Regions from separate parts of the Sus scrofa genome. Here region 1 is linked to region 2. Evidence: chromatin contacts called from public HiChIP or PLAC-seq data. All regions are on one chromosome and are shown on one strand. Each heading gives the region's core, a stretch centred on a gene start, on an enhancer-like site or on the middle of the called end of the contact. The rest is flanking DNA. Distances are from core to core; before and after follow the strand shown.

Evidence for each region. HiChIP or PLAC-seq counts read pairs in DNA pulled down with a chosen protein or histone mark.
Region 1: an H3K27ac HiChIP or PLAC-seq map of alveolar macrophages shows a contact between it and region 2. The contact joins two enhancer-like sites. A contact is called at or near these places in 1 of 47 Hi-C or Micro-C datasets (skeletal muscle) and 1 of 2 datasets of contacts at active chromatin or transcription factors (alveolar macrophages).

The regions. Positions count from the first base shown.
Region 1 is chr3:94,319,585-94,325,128 of Sscrofa11.1, forward strand. No RefSeq gene overlaps it. Among named protein-coding and RNA genes, the nearest start is that of EPAS1, 69 kb to the left of the region's middle. Within about 2 kb of position 3,412, at least 10 of the 83 cell types and tissues checked have an H3K27ac peak or open chromatin away from gene starts, as enhancers often do. A contact at or near this core is called in alveolar macrophages, where this site is marked.
Region 2 is chr3:94,178,348-94,184,428 of Sscrofa11.1, forward strand. EPAS1 (endothelial PAS domain protein 1) reads right to left here. Exons shown (of 17, transcript NM_001097420.1): 8 at 4,616-4,722. Among named protein-coding and RNA genes, the nearest start is that of EPAS1, 72 kb to the right of the region's middle. Within about 2 kb of position 4,439, at least 1 of the 83 cell types and tissues checked has an H3K27ac peak or open chromatin away from gene starts, as enhancers often do. A contact at or near this core is called in alveolar macrophages, where this site is marked.

The sequences.
Region 1 (5,544 bases), core at 2,162-4,661, 140 kb after region 2:
CAGCACTCCAGCTTCACTGCCCCCCAGCCATTTTCCGGGCTTCCCCCTCCTGGGAGCCCTCCAGAAACCCTGCTGGGCTGAATCGGCTCTCTGTCTAGGACCAGGGCATTCATCCACAAATTGAGATGCTGGAGCTGAGTCAGAGGACAGGGGAAGCTTCAAGGACGTGAGGGAGAGCACGCTGGGGCTGCCCACGCCTCCCATCTCTCCTGGGCCCCCAGCAGCAGGCCAGCCCCATCCTGGGCTGCCCTGGCAGGCTCTCCACGCAGAGCCCATGACCGCTCAGGCTCCTAGGTGGCCCACGCTGCCCTCACCACAGCCTGCCGGCTGGGACAGAGGGAAGGACCCTGGGTCTGGCTGAGGAGAAGCTGGTGCAGGGTGAGATGCAGCCAGTGGGGTGGGGTGGAGGTTAAGCTCCCAGGGCTTTAAAGTCTGTTCTTGGTGTTCAGAAGATGCAGCATGGAGGGAAAAAAATTAAAAAATGGGGGCTCCTCTGCCACGCCGGTTTATCCAGACCACTTATTCATTTTTATCTTTTTTTAAATCCATCGCAGTATGTAACTGGAAGCTTATCCTAGGTGGTATTCTGTGCTGAGCACTTGGACTATGTACAAAGGTGGATAATGGAATCTTCATTTTCCATAGTGTTTACAACCCAATTAGGGAGATATGTGACAACTCACAGAAATAAAAGCAAGAGGGAAATTAGCGCTATAAGATATTATAAGCAGCTAGCAACAGGGGCCCAGAATGAGGTGTTCCTTTGAGTGGGAGGGGTTTAAAGAAGGCTGGAGGGGAAGCGGGGAGGGGCAGCATGATGGGGGCCAGGAAATCTGAATGTACCTGGTGATGGGACCAGCATAAGTTGGCAAAGCAAAGATGAGGAAGCTTTGGAAGGACACCGTGGGATCTCAAGGAGGGAAACCTCTGGAGATGGTGGGTTGGGGTCCCACTGATGCGCAGGCCAGGCCAGGCCAGGAAGCCAGCCAGTTCACCCCAGGATGGGGAGAGACCAACTCACCTTGGGAGCCCCATCTCCCTGCTCTCACCTTGATTGGATCGGGCCAAACATCTGCTCCAAATCCTGTCCATGAGGTGGTCTGGCAAGAACTCTGCCCAAGGAATACTGGGACTGGTTGGGTCAATAAATTGTTTCCCTGGACAGTCAGGGGTGGGGGTGAGCGGGGCTGGTAGAGTAGAGATAAAAAAAAGAAAGGTTCCTGTTGTGGCTCAGTGGTAATGAACCTGACCAGCATCCATGAGAAGGCTGGTTTGATCCCTAGCCTCCCTCGGTGGGTTAAGGACTTGGCGTTTCTGTGAGCTGTGCTGTAGGTCACAAATGTGGCTCAGATCTGGTGTTGCTGTGGCTGTGGCTGTGGCTGTGGCTGTGGCTGTGGCTGTGGCTGTGGCTGGCAACTACAGCTCTGATTAGACCCCCAGCCTGGGAACTTCTATATGCTGCAGATGTGACCCAAAAAAGACAAAAAAAAAAAAAAAAAAAAAAAAAGAAAAAAAGAAAAAAGAAAGGTATTGGTTTGTGGGGTAAGAGTAAAAGTTAAAAAAAGGCAGAGGGGAAATTCCCATCATGGCACAGCGGAAACAAATCTGACTAGGAACCATGAGGTTGCGGGTTTGATCCCTGGCCTCGCTCAGTGGGTTAAGGATCCGGCATTGCCATGAGCTGTGGTGTAGGTTGCAGACATGGCTCAGATGTGGCCTTGCTGTCGCTGTGGCATAGGTTGGCAGCTGTAGCTCCGATTTGACCCCTAGTCTAGGGACCTCTATGTGCCGCGGGTGCAGCCCTAAAAAGACAAAAGACCGAAAAAAAAAAAAAAAAAAAAGGCAGAGGGGATGAGAAAGAGAGTCTGGCCTTCCATGGCAAACCCAGCTGCAGAGGCAATGAGGTGGCCTGGGTGCTGAGCCCCTAAACCATACTCCTGCCCTCAGGAGCTCTGACTCCGCTGTCCACTTTGGTCTTTCTGAGTGGCTCTTCCTGGCTCCTGCCAACCGGATGGTTGAGGTTTACATGGTTGGATTTCCCCCTAGCCCTCACCTGGCCTCCCCACCCCTGCTGCTCGAGGAGGCCAGGTGATCTTTCCAACCAACACCATGATGAACTAAGCACTTTGAAGGGCAGGCTGAGAAGCTGGAGTTCTAGTTTGCAGGCAGTGGGGCACTTGGACTTGATTTTGAGCTGTTTAGGAAGCAGTGTGGAGAGCAGGACAGAGCAGAGCAAGGCTGGAGGCAGGGAGAGCGGTCAGGAGGACCAGAAGGGCACTTGGGGGTGGCTCTGGGGTAGAGTGCCATGGTTGGGGGTGAAAAAGATGGGATTTGGTGGTAGGCATATGGTGTTTGGGGGAGAGAGGAAACAGAACAGACTCCTGGGTATGGAACCATGAGGAGGAACAGGTTGGGGAGAGAGCCTGGCTCGCGTCGGAGGACCTTATAAGATATTCTGGGGGAGCTCAGGAGCTCACCAGGCCCACCTAACATTTATGGGGCCCAGAGCTCATTTGCCTAGTGACAGCCCAGTTGACATAAATTTCAATATTTCAGTTAAAATTGAATCAATAAACACTTAAGTAAAATATATTTTGTCCTCCTAATTCCACCAATGCCCACGCTCAGGTGACCTAGAAGGCCCGGTTCACATCGAGAATTTTCAGATTCCTGGGAGTGCACATGCCTGAAGGTGGGGGTTCTGGCAGCTGGGGCCCCAGTTCCACGCCCCCCCTCTGCTGGTCCACTCTTCTCTTCTTCAAACTCCCAGCAATGCCCTGCATTACAGATGACCTCACACTCATGTGGGGACACTCCAGCCTACATGTCCAAGGTCCACCCACAACTAGCGAACTTCTGCCCCGTGTCCACCCTTGTGACCAGAGATTGCGTACATGCGTGGTGTGGTCCACTCTAAGAAATCAGGCCTGGGGAGGTGGTCCATGCTGGCACTGGAACCTGGTCTGGGGACATTATGGCAAGAAATTCCAGAATCCTAAGTAGCAGCTTCATTCCTGACTGGATGAACTTAACCTCTACGAGCCTCGGTCTGGTCATTATAAAGACTCAATAAAACCTCTTCTACTAGACTGTTATGAGGTAATAACATTATGTAATGCTAAATCCTCATTCAAATGTTAGTCCAATAAATTTAATGGTGCTAGGCTGGGCACTAACCTGACAGCTTGCCTGGGGCTTTGAGGTGTCACCCAGCATAATGACAAGCTGACAGGGGGCTGGGCTCCAGCTGAACCCTTCCTGCAGCCCCACTGGGGAAGAGGAAGCAGCAGCTGACCAGTACCAGCCATAGCCCAAGGGTCATATGGGTGGGAAGCTCAGCGCCCCAGGCCCCCTCAGGCCCATACGTGGCCTTGGCTAGGAGGCCTGACCGGGCTTGGAGCTCTGGCACCGGCCCTGAGTTGGGTAACAGGATTCTGGCCCCCGCAGTGTATCTGCCAACTGGGCTGGCTTACAGCTTGGTGTGTGTGCCAGAAGTGGGGAGACCTATTTTTGCTCCAGCCACAGGCCAGTGGGCCGAGAAAAAGGTTAAATTAAGATGACTGGGTTTTTTTTTTTTTTTTTCCCTTGGCGTCTGAAGAGTGCAACTTGCCTACTTTTTAACAGATGTGATTAAAGAATCTCTCCAGGAAGAACAAGGAATCCTGAACGTGGGTAGGTCTGCATGAGGCAGGCAAGGTGGGAGACACAGTGAGTGCTGAGAGAAGAGGCCAGGGAAAGGGGAGGGCGAAGGAAAGGAGGAAAGAGAGACAGTGTGTCAGAGATGCTGGGCGCTGGGGGTGACCGGGGGCGAGAAAGCCATGATGGACACACAGCAGAGATGGAGGGACAGAGGCAGACCAGGAGAGGCAGCAGGACAGAGAAAGGAAATCCTCAGTGGGTCCGAGAAGCACATCGCAGGAGGTCTTGAGGTGATGTGTATTTGGACTTCATCCCAGCTGACCACTCTTCAAGCCCTGAAGTCACCACTCTGCTCTGTGGTCCCACAGAAGGACCATTTTCACTGGACAAGCCCAAGCAGTCCATCAAAGAAGAAGCTTTTCTTTATCACCCCAAATACTGCCTCAAGCCAAGGGGCACCTTCTCCTCTGGTGTCCCTGTCCCTTCCTTGAATAAGAACAAGAAGAATGCTAACGTGGAGAAGACCCTGGTAGACAGTGCCCAGCCGACCTCGTGGTGAAGACACTGAGACAAGGAGGGGCATCTCCTTCCAGAGATTTCCAGAACAGCAGGGCCCCAGGCCTAGCCAGGACAGGTCTGACACCCAGGCCCAGTGGGCAGCTGCTTCCCGAGATGAGATTTGAGAGGTGCCAGGGAGACAGCTCTACCCCAAAATATCTCCCCCACTGCCTATGAGGGCTTTGACCTTGACCTCAAGGTAACAGCCCCCAATGGAGCTGGAGACAGGAAGCCCAGCTGTGGAGTCTAGCCTGGCAAAGCTTTGCACATCCTGATTTCCCATCCTAAATTGGGGTAATGTTCATTTATTGCCCATTTCCCAGCGTTGCTGTGAGACCCAAGCTGTCAATGAATGTGCAAGATCATAGCTGGAAGTCTGAATGTGACTCTGCCACTAGCTAGCCAGGTGATTCTATTCCCTCACCTATAACAAGAGAGGAAACAAGGTCATTGTGACAATAGAGAAAAGGAACATTAGTAACGATCTAGCACCAATTGTAGTACTTCCCCTAGTGTAAGCTATAAATCTGAAACCTTACTGAAAAAGAGACATACACCCTTATGTTCACTGAAGCACTATTTATAATAGCCAAGACATGGAAACAACCTAAATGTCCATCAGCCGAGAAATGAATAAAGAAGTTGTGGTACATATATACAATGGAACACTACTTAGCCATAAAAAAGAATAAAATAATGCCATTTGCAGTGACATGGATGGACCTAGAGATTATCATGCTAAGTGATGTCAGACAGGGAAAGACAAAGGTAATATGAGATCACTAATATGTGGAGTCTGAAAAAAATGATACAAATGGACTTATTTACAAAATAGAAACAGACTCCCAGACTTCAAAGACAAACTTATGGTTACCAAAAGGGAAGGGTGAGGGGAAGGATGGATTGGGGGTTTGGGACTGGCATATGCACACGATTATAAATGGAAGTGTTGGTCAACGGGGACCTGCCGTATAGTACAGGGAAGTCTATGCAATATTTTGTGATAACTTATATGGGAATGGATATGTGCATATGTGTTAATTGAATCACTTTGCCATGCAAAAGAAATTAACACATTGTAAATCAGCTATACTTCAAAATAATTTTTCTTAATGTGCATTACCAAAGCTACGGTGTTAGCAATTTTAATACTAGAGGAAGTAATGTTAAAACTCAAACATCAAAACTAACATTAACAATACTTTCCAATCGGAGTTAGTTGTCCACCACTTTTTGTCCATAACCATTCTACTGCATTTCTCACATTTTATTGCAATTATTAGTTGCATCCTCTACCAAACTGTGGATTCTTTGAGAGCAAGAACTGCATCACATGCAACTCTGTAT
Region 2 (6,081 bases), core at 3,189-5,688:
CTTGTAATCCTTTACATTTCTGTTTTTCTTGGCACATTTCACCCTGTTCAGAAGTTTAACAAGCACCTCCCAGGTACAGGAGGCACTGTCATTTAGATGCGTATGGCACTTTGCAAAGTTCAAAACCATCCCCTAAGACAAATTCCTTTCTGCAAAGGAATTAGAACAGTGCCTGGCACATAAAGCATCCATGGGATTAGTGGCAGCATCACCCTATTCATGTGCAAGCCTATCATGGGGTATTTATGATTATTCCTGTTTTCCAGAAGAAGAAACTTCTTTAGAACTTTTGAGTGGTTTGCAGGAAGGCTCCCTCGGTGGAAACAATAGACACGATTTGAGTCCAAATTAAAGACTCCTCGTCTAAGTTCTTTTCATTAAAAAAAGGAAATCAACTTTGGTGAGGTTTACTTTATCTTCAGTAAAAAATGCACCCTAATTTTAAGCATTTTTTGAGGTCAATGAGTTTTGACAAATATACACACCCTTGTAAGAGTCATCACAATCAAAGGTATAGGACTTTCCATCACCCAACCTCCCTCTTAACAGCCAATCCTTATTGCCACCCCTGGTCCCAGGCAACCACAGCTCTGTCACTTGTTTTCTGTCACTAGATACTGATCTGATCTTTTTTCCATTTGCATGTAAATGGAATCATACACCAGCACGTGTTCTTGCATGTCTGCCTTCTTTCCCTCAGCGTGTTTCCAGAGTCCTCATGTTGTTAGAGGTATTACTGATTTGCTCCTTTTAATTGCTGAGTAATACTCCACTGTACGGGGAGACTATAATTAGTTTATCCATTCACCTGTCCATGGATGTTTGAGTTGTTTTAGTTTTCGGTTATTATGACTAAAGGTGCTACTACAAACAACCGTGTACAAATCGTCACATGGACATATGTTCTGGGTGCAGCTAGGGGTGAGACAGCTGGGTCATTGCTTATATTTCCTTTATGAGATGCTGCCAAGTTATTTTCCGAAGTGGTTGTATCATCGTCATCTAATCTTTTTAATAAAATTCTGTCCTGGAAAGAGGATAGATAGCATCTTTTTTTAAATCTTTTTTTTTTTTGGTCTTTTCTAGGGCCACTCCCACGGCATATGGAGGTTCCTAGGCTAGGGGTCGAATTGGAGCTGTAGCTGCCGGCCTACACCAGAATCACAGCAACGTGGGATCCGAGCTGCGTCTGCAACCTACACTACAGATCACGGCAACGCTGGATCCTTAACCCACTGAGCAAGGCCAGGGATCGATCCTGCAACTTCATCGTTCCTCGTCAGATTTGTTAACCACTGTGCCACGACGGGAACTCCAGCATCTTTTTTTAAAATGAGGAAACTCAGGCCAGAAGACAACATCCCACAGGACAACAGTTCTGGCTATGCGACTGCCTTGTGGCTCTTGGTACAGTGCCCTCCCACTGCATCCCCTGAGCACTGCTCCACTGGGAAGACTGAATGGGCAGTTGCTGCTGTCCTAAGCTATCGTGGACCCCTCGGCCAAAGAAATAACTCTGTCCTCCCCAGTCTCCCCTTATCTGCCCCACTGAGGCTCCCTTGCTGCAGTGAAACGATTCTTCTACAATTTCAAGTGCCTGGAGTTAACTTATTTATTAACTTATTAACTTATTTGTAATGCAGACAAGTTTCAAAGCTCTTATTCCGTTCAATTAAATAGCACAGTGAGCAAAGGTTTTTAACTGCATTTCTAGCAATTGCAGGTGAGGGCCTGCTCTGTCAGTAGAATATAATTACACCAGCCTTCTAATCATCTGCTCATTAATGCCAGCCTTGGTGAGGGGCCTGCTACTTGGTAGATAGGCTTTTTATGGCCTTTAATCTTGTTTTCCTAAGAGCACACAGTGTCCTCACACAACAAAGAGAACCCCCCCCACCTGCCCCCAAACCCTCATGCTCAGAGGGTAACAATGTATAAACTACTAATCCATTTGGAAATGATGGCTTTCAATGATCTAAATCTGGTTTGAGGACTGAGCTTCCCTGGTAAATTCAATGGTAAACCCTCGCAGGCTAAGATACACATATGTGCATAAATTCGGGACGCTGCTGTGTAAACCTGGGCCAGCCTCAAGCCTGATCCTCCAATTATTCCACGGCATGAGCCTGGGTCGCTGTCCTACTTCATCTGCACAAACCCAACGAGAGAGAGAGACAGACAGAGAGACAAAGAAAGACCGAGAAAGAAAGATTGAGAGAAACAGAGAGAGGGCGAGAGAGACAGAAATAGAAATAGATGCTTCTGTTTAGCTGGAATTAACCCAATTTCCAACCCATGCAGATTCCCCTTGGCTGGCCTCAGGCTGGTGGTGCAGGCCCCTGAGCTCAGAGCTGCTGTCCTTGGCTCCATCATGGGAAGAAGGGACCCTGTGATTTCTATTTGGGTTGTGAGTTACCTTTAAGTGTGTCCAATGCTTAAACACACAGGTTTGATTAAAAGCACCATCTTTTCCCTGGATTCAGCAGAAAACTAATATGACCTTTTTTTTTTTTCCTTTCTCTTACCCTAGCTGATTTTTAAGGGTCAACAATTTCCTAAGAGAAGGAAGAAAAATCCTTTTCATAAGCCTAGTGACAAGTCATCATTTTTGTTCTCTTTGACAATAGTTTCTTCCACTCTCCCACCCCAGAAGATAAAGTACAATACTTTCCTGCAAGAATTCCCAGAAACCTACTCTTACCCTTACTTTGACGTGCCCTTGGCCAAGAAGGGAGGCTGGGCTTGTTCCCAGTTTTACATCTACAGGAGGGAAGTCCCAGAAAACCAGGCACTGGGCAATCGGTGGGTAACCCGGGCCAGAGCCCGGTCCCCAAGGCCCAGTGTTAGGATGAGTTTGGGAGCAGGAATGACCATGGACCAGAAGAGTGGAGGCTGGAGCCACACTCTACAATTTTGAAACTGGGGCAGGCTAGGGCTGGGTCATGTTCATGAGCACACGGAAGGACCTCCACCTCCCTCCTCCATCCCTGGGTCCCTGAAAGGGGCTCGATCTGGGTTATTTATTTGTAGGTTGTGTGTGTGTGTGTTTTGCCACAGAGCACAAGGATACATTTCTGAGATATCATAAGGGGCTCTATTGTACTGTCAGATCAAATCCTAAAGCCATGGGGAAAAGGCAAAGAAACCAGTTAGAAAGAGAAGACCTCAGCCCTTATGAGAAGATTAGGTGTGCTTCTACACAGCTTATGGGCTGCTAGTTTGTTGGCTGGTCTGAACGTTAGCTGTCCTAACCTTGGGATAGATGGATAGATTTAGGAACAATGGGCAAAGGGCTGCACTTGCATTTTCTTCACTGCCACTCCAAGTCACAGCCAATCCTCAGAGCCCAAGACCAGCAGGGCCACTGGGAATCTTCTCAGACTTACCTATTTGAAATCCTTCTGTAATCCTCTCAGCACCCACATCTGCACTGGGGGAACTTATTTTGAAGCATTCTTTCCCAAATATATTTTTTTTTGCCCTCGGGTTTATCATTCAATGCCTGTACTACACCCAACACTATACTAGATACTGAGACTGAAGGTACAAGCCACTCTGCTCCCACGGGGCCCACAGAAGTCCTTGTCCTTCAGAAATGAGATCCCTTAGGGCAGGGGTCAATGGCTATGCCCCTTAGTAGGCCAGGTATAGGGTTATAGACCTACAATCCTTGCATGTTGATTGGCTGTATAGATTCAAGAACATCTTCTTGGATCACCTGCCAATGGGAAGCCTTACTTGGGAACATGGCCAACTGAATGCACTTGAACTGCACTGTGCAAAATGGTAGCCACTAGCGAAGTGTGGTTACTTAAATTTCATGAAAACCAAGTTCAAAAATTCAGTTCCTTAGTTACAACAGACATAATTCAAATACAGCATAGGTCACATATGGACTATGTGGATACAGAACATTTCCACTGCAGAAAGTTCTACTGGACAGTCCTGTTCTAGAATCATTTCCGAATTCAAGTGTTCTTTCAAGCTGCAAGGGATAGTTTCCATATGCCATCATTGGGTTGCCTGGGCAGCCCCCTCCAACTGAGTTCTCCTGATCCAGCAAGCAAGCTCTTGGAGAACCATGGATTACTTCAACCCATCTATTAAGTTGGGGCCGTACAAGCTCTGCCAACCTTCAAGGTCCAACTCAAGGGCCATGTCCTCTCTTTTCCTGAAGTCTCTCAGCCCTCTTCTTCTCTGAATGGATGTACTGGCTACTACAGCACATAAGCCAAGTTGATAACCCGCTGTCTTGTATTATGCTCCATAGGGCTGTTCCATAAGGTTGTGCAGACTGTTACCTGCACAAGGGTGCTCAGCTGAGGGGGTGAGTAGGGACTAAGATTTCACCTTCCACTCGCCAGGCTGTATGCCTTGGGGTGTGGGTGTGTCCCAGAGAAAGGGGCCCTTTTCCTGGTTTGCGTGACTGTGTCATACAGGCTGGTGGCAGCCTTGGTTCTTGCACCATCTTGAGGGCATGAGTCTTGTCTGACACACAGGATGGTGACTCTGGGAAAGAAGGGACTGGATTTTCTCCTTTCCCTCTGGTCACTCCCCACTCAAGGCCAGATTCTGCAGACACAAGGAAGACACAGGAGACACTCCTGGAACTTACAGTTCTGGTGACTTTTGGTCATGTTCTCCGAGTCCAGGGCATGGTAGAACTCATATGCTGAGCGGCCGAGCAGCTCCTCGGGGTGGTAACCAATCAGTTCTGTGATTCTGAATTTTTAAAAAAAGCAAAGGGGAAGAGAGACCATGTGAATGTGACCAGGGGCTCAAGGACCAAGTCCATTATGCCAATGCAGACGTTTAGGTGAACCCACGCCACACTTCCCAGTGGGACCATCACCTGTGCAAAAACATGGTGGTCAACCTGCAACTGCGGGTCCACCCAGTGGCTACTCTTCCTGCCCTTCCTGAAGCTGTGTTGCAGGGGCAGGAAAAGCACCTCTTCAGGAGCAGACTCCCTACTCCCCACCCCAATGACCACACATATGCCTATGCTCCAGGGACCACTGGACGAGGGACTCACACACCCCTGAACCGCCAGTTTTTGAAGGCAAGGGAGCAGAGATGCAGGGAGGGAGACAATCTGCTTGATGTTTACACAAGGGTCCAGAGGCAGGGCAAAAGTGAGAACGGGAACCTCCTGACTACTAGGTCAAGCTTAGTCTAGTAGAGGGTGATATAAATGAAACGTGAAAATCAAGTGGTCCGAAGTGAGTAAAAGCATGGAGGCAGCTTTTGCAAGTGTGTTTATTGTGGAGCAAAGAGGCACCCAGGCAGGCAGAGCCCCATCTGTGCTTAAACCTTCATCCCTCAGGTCCTGCTGGGTGACCTCAGATACTTCTCAGACATCGCATCTGCCTTCGTGGGTTCTCCTCTTTGTCCCTCCCGACCTCAAGGAAAGGCATTGGGTCGGGGGAAGGGGAGGGCAGGAGGTGCTGAGAGAAACAAATCCAAAATCTGAGTCCTAGAAATCGGCCTCTTCATGACACTCTAATAGGCAGTTCTGAGATGACAAGGCTTGGCCGTCCCCTGCAAGGTGTCGGGCTTTGATGGGATGTGGGCCGAGAAAAGGCAAGTATGGAGAACGGTGAAGAATCACTTCCATCTCTGAGGACCCCTCTTCTCTGTGCTGGAATCATTAAGATAAACAAAGCCCTGCCCAGGAACCATCAGATTAGCGGCTTTGCCACGTCACACCTAAACACTACTTCTCGTAATCTTTGCTCTCACATTTTTTTCTAGCGGGCTCATTGTCTTGTTTGCTTAGCCTGTCACACACAAGCAGGGCTGGGGAGATTCTCGTCATTACAGGCTCTGTGTCAAAATGCACAGCCTGTCACCCGTCCATGCTGGAGACGAGCAGCAGGGAGGGGAAGGCAGAGGCCGTGGCTCCCTGCTTTCCTGTCTCTCCTCCTCTTTCCGGCTCCAGACCGGTTTTGCACAGGTCAGACGAAACCATCCTAGAGTGCTGTTTCCATTCCGTCACTCCCCTCCCCATGCTTGCCTGTCCCCGACCACATCCAGAGTAAATAAACTCTGCCGAACTTCCAGTCCCCCCAGAATCCGGAG